Regions from separate parts of the Macaca mulatta genome. Here region 2 is linked to region 1. The links are chromatin contacts, called in public Hi-C maps. All regions are on one chromosome and are shown on one strand. The core of a region is the stretch at or near the end of the contact, and the rest is flanking DNA. Distances in the headings are between cores, read along the strand shown. Region 1 holds the start of ZFAND5 (zinc finger AN1-type containing 5). Region 2 has its middle 78 kb from the start of TMC1.

Region 1 (4,404 bases), core at 734-3,233:
CAGGTGCTGCTGCTGCAGCTGGTCTGGAGACCACACTTTGAGAACCACTAGAAAATAACTGCTAAAAAGGAATCTTGGTATGTTTAGGTACAATACCTGCAACATTCTTGGTTGAAATAGTCTCAGATAAAATTATAAATGGGTGATAGAGAAGATGAATTATCAGAAGGTGACATAATATTATGGAATACACTATTCAATAATGAGTTTGCCTCATTACCCTTAGACTTTTTTTTTAAAGTATGCTTCTTCAGGAATTATCTTGTTTCACTCATTATAACTCCAGTTCTAGAGGGCAAAAAAAAAAAAAATTAAGTTATTTTTGTTCTCAATAATAATCACCTCCATTGCCTCCCTGCCCTTCAGTGCCCTGGGCAAGCCTCTTTAGTCATTGTTCCTTTATCTGTAGAAAGGGACGTGATAATAGTACCTATCTCAGTGAATTACTGTGAGGATAAAATGAGACACTAAATGGAAAATAGTTGGCACTGAAAATGGCCTGTAAATGGTAGCTGCTTTGTTGTTGTTGTTGTTGTTTTACCAATTTATCTAATTTAAGGAAATAAATTTTAATGGTCGTGGGACCAGTGACCCAAACTACTTAAATCTCTAATACATTGATCACAGTAATAAACCAAAATTTGTTCAAAACAAAATAAAAGGTTGTTATGCTCCAGGTACTTTGCTTACTGTGGCGGAGAACTGTTTGATTTGGAAGTGTTGGCTCAAGCTATCAGTACAGCATTCCCCCATTACAGATTACAAATAAGGATCACCTGAAGCGCAGTAGGACCCCCCCCCCCACCCCCACCCCAGACCAGCCAAAACCATATCCAGGGGAGAGGCGTAGGAATATTTAATCACCCCAGGTGAATTTTTTCTGTTTACCGACTTTGAGAAACACTGAAGGGATCTCTTCTCCATTCTATATGTGGCTAATATAAGCCCTAAACGTCATTTCTATGTATTCGTCAGACCGTAGTTTACTAGAAAATTTCAGAAGTCCTTTCCAACCTAGTGATTTTGTTATTTTGAGTTGAACTGAAAGTCACTTGGAGCGGTCAGCTGAAAATATTTTTTGTTTGTGCTCTGAAAAGGTTCCCACTGTTTCGAGTAAGTCATCCTTTCACCCATGGGGAACCTGTGCCTCGTGCCTGAACTCCCCGCCTAGTACTTGCCCCCCTTGAACTTCCTCCCGCAAGCCTACTCCTCCCGCTTGATCTGGGCCTTAGATCTAGCTTGTTTTGTCCCTTCGCGGCATTTGAGTAGAACATTTGGTGCTTTCCCAGTTCACGACGCTTTGCTGGAATCGTCAATTTCCAGGGATTTTACGGGCTGGCCAAAACAGTTTGTTCAGAACAGCGCCGCCGGGGCATTGGCAGCCCTGGGCGGCCGCGAGTTTCCTCACACCGCACAACCCCTCGTGACCTTGGGCGAGCCAACGCACGCCGCCAGCCGCGTCAGGGCCACGCACGGGCTGGACTTCGGAGCTGAAAATGGGTGTCGGGAGTGAGGAGGTTTCATAAACAGAAAAGACCTCGAAGCCATAAGGCAGTTCTTTTCCTTTTCTGCGGGTGAATCCTTACAATTCTTGGGGGAGGGAATGTCTGCCCACGGCTGGAGACAAAGCGTGAGAACTAGGACGGCGAAAAACGGGTTTGAATGAGAAAATCCGAAGGAGTGAGGCTGAGGGCGGACAATTGGGTTAAAAATAGAAACACATCCTCCACAGGACTCGCTCTTTCCAGCTCCACCCTAGGGGCCGACCGCCAGGCCAGTGGCTGGGCTCCACGAGAAGGCACAGCAACCCGGCTCGGCCCCGCCTCCCGGACCTACTGACAGGGCGCCGGGGGCGTGGCCTCGGACCCGCGACGTCACCGCGCTCCCCGCCGCCGCCGCCGTCGGGGTTTTCGCTGACGCACGGGTCCCGCCCCCTCCCCCTCTTTTCCCCCACTGCCCGGGCGCCGGGCGGCCAGCGCGTTAGTCGGCCGGGACGCGGAGCTGTGTGCATCTCGTACGCGGGCTTGCTCGCTCCCGGGAGCCGCGCAGCTTCCCCGGCGGTGGCAGGAGCGGCGTAGAGTGCCATCAGCGGGCCCTTACGGCCCCCGGCCTCGCGGCGCGCGCTCCACTCGCCCTCCTCGTCCGCCCAACCTGCGGCCTGTGGAGGCGTGAGACGACAACGGGCGAGCGCCTTGAGCAGCGTTAGCCGCTGCGGCGTCCGGTTGTCCCTCCGCCTCCTCCTCGGCCCCCCCCTCGCTTCCCTCCTCCCACTTCCCGAGCTCCGGCGTGTCCCGGCCACGCTCGGCGCTGCTGCAGGAACAAAGGAAGACCCCGCGGCGGCGGCGGCGCCACCTCCGCCTGCGGCTCCGACCCGCTCCCGGCCCGCGGCGGCGTCACCAGGGCGCCCGGCTCAGCCTTCCCGGAGGCCTCGGCCCGGCCTCATCGTGCCGGCTTCGCGCGTGAACCCGGCTTTCTCATTTGGGCCCCCGCAGGGTGAGTGATATGGGGTTGGGGGCGGGAGCCGGGCTGCTCGTTGCCGGGCCGGGGGCGGGAGTGAAGGGACCGGGGCGCCGCGGGCCAACGGCGAAGCCGGAGCAGGCCGCGGATGGCGGCGTCCGGGGGAGGGGAACCCGCCCGCCAGCCCAGGAAGCACAAAGACGGAGGCGTCATTCTGTCGTCGTGGCCCGAGGCCTGGCTCCTGGCGTCTCTGGCTCGCTCCACAGCACGGTCGGGAAACAATGCCCGGCGTGCCGCCTCTGCGGGGCCGGCATCTAGGCCGCTCGCCTTCCGCCCGGCCGCACTTGGCGGCGGCGCCCGGCGTGGGCACCACGACCCAGAGAAACAAAGAGGCCGAGGCGGCGGCCGCGCCCCCTGGCCGCTGTAGCCCCACCAGCTCTTCCCTCAGAGGAGCCCTTCGGGGTCGGGGATCGGCGTGGGGCCTGCAGGCGAAAGGCAGGCCGGGCCTGCTGAGCTGCTGTTCTGCATGACTCAGTGGTTTTTCGGAGAGGGCCCTGCTGGGCTTTACTGAGTGAGGCCTTTGCTTGGAGGGGGATGGGGGATCAGTGAGACCCGAACTTGTTCCAAAACCCGTTGGAACATGGGGTCGGGGGTTCTCCGGCGTCGTCTTTTGGGTTTCTCGACGTCGCGGGGTGTCTACCCTGAGATCCGTTTTCATGGAGGAAATGGAGCACCTTCTCCTTTGTTTGGTGCATTTAGGCTGATGAACGTGAAATTTTTTGCTCGCTTTCAACGCACTCCGTGGAGCTGTGTTTTCGAGGAAGGGTCGGGTTATCTTTATTGAGTGAATGTCACCTAAGGATTTCATCTAAGGAGATTATTAAGATAAAGGAACACATAGGTCACACATCCCCGTTCTTAAACCTGGGATTTAGATACCTAACCGTAAACGACTGTATTTTACTCTTTATTTTTAGGATTTTTTTTAAAAAGTAGGCTTTCAGAACTCAATTGGTGAAAATATTGCAATTTTATCTTCAAAGTTTTTTCTTAAAATGTTTCCCCACGCCCCCCTAAAAAAATTAAGGATTTGTTGTAGTTCTCTCCTGTTTTCTATCTCCCAGGCCCTGAAAAGGAGCCTTTAAAAGTCAATCCTACTCCATTTGGCAAAGAGGGAACTGAAATCTGGAAAGTAAGGACTTGCCCAAGGTCACTGGCTTAGTGGCAGACTAGAGACTTGAACTCAGGTCTCAATTCCCAGGTGAGTGGGAATTCATGCCATGTCATCACATCATGTGCGCCTGGAAGAACTATATTCCATAGGTGTAAAAGCTCTTTGTTCAGAATTGGAATTGGAGAATTGTTCAGTTACTCAGATTTTTTTTTAAGCTGTAAGTTAGAGGAAGCCATAAACTTTATAAAATGTGCATTCTAGCTCTAACTGACAGAGCTGACACATGCATGCCCAAGTTTCTGATTACTTTAAAATCAATAAATAGTAATGGTATTTTTTTCTAAAATATTTACAGGAAGGGAAATGCAATACCTAATGGGAACACACATCCCCCACTTCATCCCCTAAATCCTCACTAAATGAGGATTCTTTTTTACGCTGTCTCCACTGTGCTTAGTTTTTTATAAACAACCTTGACCATTTTAGCTTTGAGTGATTATGCTTTCATCTTCTAGATTAAGATTGTTCTGTAGTTTTTCCTACATTAGGAAAAAACTAGCAGCCCTTTTTTTTGTTTTCTTATGTTAGATATATGAACGCTGCATCCTTAGTTCTTGGGGTTGTGTAGGAGTTGGCAGGCTTTGAGATATAAATAGAAGCTGATTTCAGAGGCCCCTGTTGACTAGGCTTTATGTGAGAGCCTCCATCCAGCTCAGCTTGTCACATTGCAGCCTTGTGACAGGCTGAAGCGCCCTCCCATGTGATCTAAGCTT
Region 2 (4,404 bases), core at 1,057-3,556, 220 kb before region 1:
CCTCCCGAGTAGCTGGGACTACAGGCACCCACCACCATGCCCAGCTAATTTTTATATTTTTAGTAGAGACAGGGTTTCACCATGTTAGCCAGGCTAGTCTCAAACTCCTGACCTCATGTGATCCACCCACCTCGGACTCCCAAAGTGCTGGTATTACAAGCATGAGCCACCGTGCCCGGCCACCTCTACTTTAAATTCACCTTGATATAGCCTACATTTCTTAACACCTACAGAGCAAACCAACAAGCAAGGGGCCTGTGTTTAAAGCCACCCCCTCTCCCTTCTTCATCATACTGACCTTCTGTCTGTCCTCTGCAGGCTCCATGCTTTGTCCTGCCTTAGAGTTTTGCACCACTGTTTGCTCTCTTGGCCTAAACCACTCTGTCTTCCTCTTTTTGCCTAGGAATCTTCACTCCTTCCGTAGATCTCAGTTTCTTCTTTCCTTCCCCCAGGAAAGCCTTTCCCAACTTTACCTCTTATAGTAAGGGTGGGTAAGAGTGGGGTAGGGAAGAAACCATGGGCCCGAGTTTGCCCACGAAGTCCTGATTTAAGCCTGTTGTTCCAGGACAATTAACACACCCTCTTTCACTCAAAAGTGTCCCGTTTGCAACAATAAATTATACAATGCCCTCACCTGTTAGATACTCTCACACACTTTCTCATATACCTCTCCTTTGTCACTCATCAAAGGTGCCATTTTACATTTTTTTGGTGACTCTTAGATTCATGTCCATCTTCTTCACTGGACTGAAACAGTTTGACACACAGGAGGCACCCAACAAATATATGTTGAATGACTGAACAACCTTTAGAGGTGAGCATTAATTAGTGTTCCCATTTTAGAGAAGAGGAAACTGAGTCAAAAAAGTTTTAAGCGTATTTGCCAAAATCACACAATTAAGTAATGGTATGGCTGAAATCTGAACCTAGCTCTGGTGTTTTCCAAGATCATAACCAGGAAGCTTGGAGAGAGATCTTTCGCTGCCTGATTCAGTGACTAAGAGTCCACAGTAGCCCGGGATTGAGCTTCGCTCAGTCCTTTTTAGAACTGAACTCAGCTTGAAAACTACACAGTTATTTCCTTTCCATTGAAATTGCAATCTGCTTCAAGGAAATGAAGCTTATGGCTGTCAGAGTATAAAGGGCAAGTGTGTGGGAGAAGCCAGAGATCAAACGGCCAAATGCACTTGTTATAGAATTTTTCATGAGCTGAATTCAAATGCTATCATTTGAATCCAAGCTTCTCCCCATTGGATTTTAAAAAACTGAGAACAAAGGGTGAGGGAAAAGGCAGCTGTCAGTGAATAATCAGGAGGCAGATGGAATGGTGCAGGCCTGGGGACAAGGAGGAGAGGCAGCCAAGGGCTGGGACAGAGATCACAAGATAAGTCAGCATAGCAGAAGCTAAGAAGCTGCTTCTCCCTGAGCCCAAACGCAGGGGCAACACTGGGTATCCTGCAGGTCATCAGTGGGTCTCTCAGCTTGCACCAGCTTCCCTTCCTCTTTCGATACAGTAATAGTAAGTTGTAACGCCCTGAGGTCACTTCGTCTCTGATTCTCAGTTTCCTCAACTGCAAAATGAAGAAGTTCCTCCTAAAAGGCATTTAAAGTTGTTCTTGGCTGTAAAATTTTATGGTTTTATAACCCACAGCCAATGCTGTTGGAATTGACTCCAGAAAGACAAGAACACACCTGGGTGTTAGTAGTCATTCTCTTCTCAAAATCAGAAAAAGGATGGCCCATTTATGCTATTCCTCAACCCATAACCTTACAAACTGCACCTGATTGTTGAAAACGTGCCTCAGGTCAAGTCTGACACGCTTTGAAGTCTAAATTGAACCATGAAGCTCAGAGCCAAATGAACCCAAACCAGAGTGAATGCCACAGTGTACTAAATGTCAAACTGAGATTAAACTAAGTTATAATTACAAAAATAAACATTTAACAGAAAAAATTGGTGGTGATATTTTTAATTTTTCCATAATTTCATTTGTTGGCAAGAGGATAAATTATGTATAATTTTAGACAATTAAATCAGAACAAACCCAGATTGTATTAATAGTTCACATTTGTGAAACACAATGTATTTAATAGACATTTTCTAATTGAATCAAAATGTTTCATGAGGCTTTGTTTGTTTGTTTCCCCACACTGAGCCTCTAGCAAGTTTATAAGGTTAATGTCAACAGTAGGAGTAAGTAGCTAGGACGTAAGACCAGCTAGAGAATTTATACGAATGCAGCTCTGATGTTTCTGTGCTTTGATGCATGCCGTTTACTTGTCCAGAACATTCATTCCACAAACTCCACCTAAAGAAATCTTGCTTGTCTGGCCTGGCGTGATGGCTCACGCCTATAATCCCAGCACTTTGGGAGGCCAAGGCAGGCATATCACCTGAGGTTGGGAGTTCAAGACCAGCCTGACCAACATGGAGAAACCCTGTCTCTACTAATAATACAAAATTAACTGGGCGTGGTGGCGCTGCCTATAATCCCAGCTACTGGGGAGGCTGAGGCAGGAGAATCACTTGAACCCAGGAGGCGGAGGTTGTGGTGAGCTGAGATCCCGCCATTGCACTCCAGCCTGGGCAACAAGAGCAAAACTCTGTCTCAAAAAAACCAAAACAAAGCAAAAATAATTCTTGTTTTTCTAACCTGGGAAGCAGTTTCCCCACCACATTCTTTGACCTTCCTGCTATTGAAACATAGGGTCTATTTTTCTTCCCCTTAAAGTTGGCCTCTACAACTCCTTGATGAAGAGAATATGATAGAAAGAATGCTGTGCCAATTTTCAGACAGACTTGAAGAAACTGGCAGCATTTACTTTCTGCCTTGGAACCCAGCCACCATACTGTAAGGGAGCCAAACAGCCGCATGTAGAGTTTGGGAGTAGGTGGTCAAGCTGACAACCACCGCTGAGGTCTCCGTCTACGGCCAGCATCCACTGCCTGACATGAGAGCACGGGAGTGAGCAAGCGTTCAGATGACTACAGCCCCCAGCCTTTGAGTTACTCCCAGGTTTTGAGCTGTCCTAGCTGATGCCCCATGGTATAGAGAGGAGTTGTTTCTACACAGTCCTATCCAAATTGCAACTTCATGAGCAAATTAAATGATTTTTGTTATCTTCATCCCCGAAGTTTGGAGCAGTTTGTTATACAGCAGTAAGTAAGCAAAGTTGACAGGAGTGAAGCCATCTTTAAATCTTTAAATCTCACACCATCCCACAACCACCATTAACCATCAGCATGATAGTCATTAGGGTAGTTCATGATTATTCCCATTCTTTCCTCTTCTGGGTACAAGAAAAAAATGCACTCTTGCCGGGCGCAATGGCTCACGCCTGTAATCCCAGCACTTTGGGAGGCCCAGGAGGATGGGTCACTTGAGGCCAGGAGTTTGAGACCAGCCTGGCCAACATGGTGGCACCCCATTTGTACAAAAATATGAAAAACCTTAGCCAGGAGTGGGGGTGCATGCCTGTAATTCTAGCTATTTGGGAGGCTGAGGCAGGAGAATTGTTAAACCTGGGAAGCAGAGGTTGCAGTGAGCCGAGATGGCGCCACTTCACTCCAGCCTGGGCGAGACAGTGAGGCTCTGTCTCAAAAAAAAATTAAAATTAAAAATGTATTCTCCACCTACTCTGTCTGAATTCAGGCATGGTCATATGATGGATGATGGCCAGTAAAATGCTATTGGAAAGAATATATGTCAATTCTTGGCAGAAGCTTTTTAAAATTCAGGGTACAATCCAACAAATTTCCTTCTCTCTATCATAGTGGTGAGAGAATCCCACATGAAAATGCATCTTTCATCAATAGACTTCCTGAAGGGACTAGGACAAACAGGGCTATGTTGCCAACCCATGCTGGATATACGGCCTGAGGAAGAAATAATTATTTGTTGGGTTAAGCAGCTGAGAATTTTTAAAGTTATCTGTTGTCCAGGCGCAGTGTCTCACGCCTGTAATCCCAGCACTTTGGGAGGCTGAGGTGGGTGGATCATCTGAGGTCAGGAGTTCAAGACCAGCCTGGCCAACATGGTAAAACCCCGTCTCTATTAAAAATACAAAATTAGCCGGACGTGGTGGTGCATGCCTGTAATCCCAACTACTCGGGAGGTTGAGGCAGGAGAATTGCTTGAACCCAGGAGGCAGAGGTTGCAGTGAGTTGAGATGGAGCCATTGCCCTCCAGCCTGGGCAACAAGAGTGAAACTCCGTCTCAAAAAAAGAAAAAAAAAGTTATCTGTTACATAACCAGATTTCTCAATGGCAGCACTATTGATATTTTAGGCCAGATAATTTGTTGTGAGAGGGCTGTCCTGGGCATTGTAAGATGTTCAGCAGCATCCTTGACCTCTACCCGCTGGATGCCAGTAGCACCACCACCCCACAGTTGACACACTCCC

The links. A called contact is a pair of places that touch in the nucleus more often than the background predicts.
Region 2: a contact with region 1 is called in a Hi-C map of fetal cortex germinal zone, with 3 times the contacts expected there. The contact joins the enhancer-like site here to the promoter of ZFAND5 in region 1. A contact is called at or near these places in 7 of 14 Hi-C or Micro-C datasets (blood, cortical neurons, fetal cortex germinal zone and 4 more).

The regions. Positions count from the first base shown.
Region 1 is chr15:103,368,141-103,372,544 of T2T-MMU8v2.0, reverse strand. It overlaps ZFAND5 (zinc finger AN1-type containing 5), which reads left to right and starts at 1,983. Exons shown (of 6, transcript XM_015117903.3): 1 at 1,983-2,493.
Region 2 is chr15:103,590,988-103,595,391 of T2T-MMU8v2.0, reverse strand. No RefSeq gene overlaps it. Among named protein-coding and RNA genes, the nearest start is that of TMC1, 78 kb to the left of the region's middle. Within about 2 kb of position 2,306, at least 12 of the 40 cell types and tissues checked have an H3K27ac peak or open chromatin away from gene starts, as enhancers often do.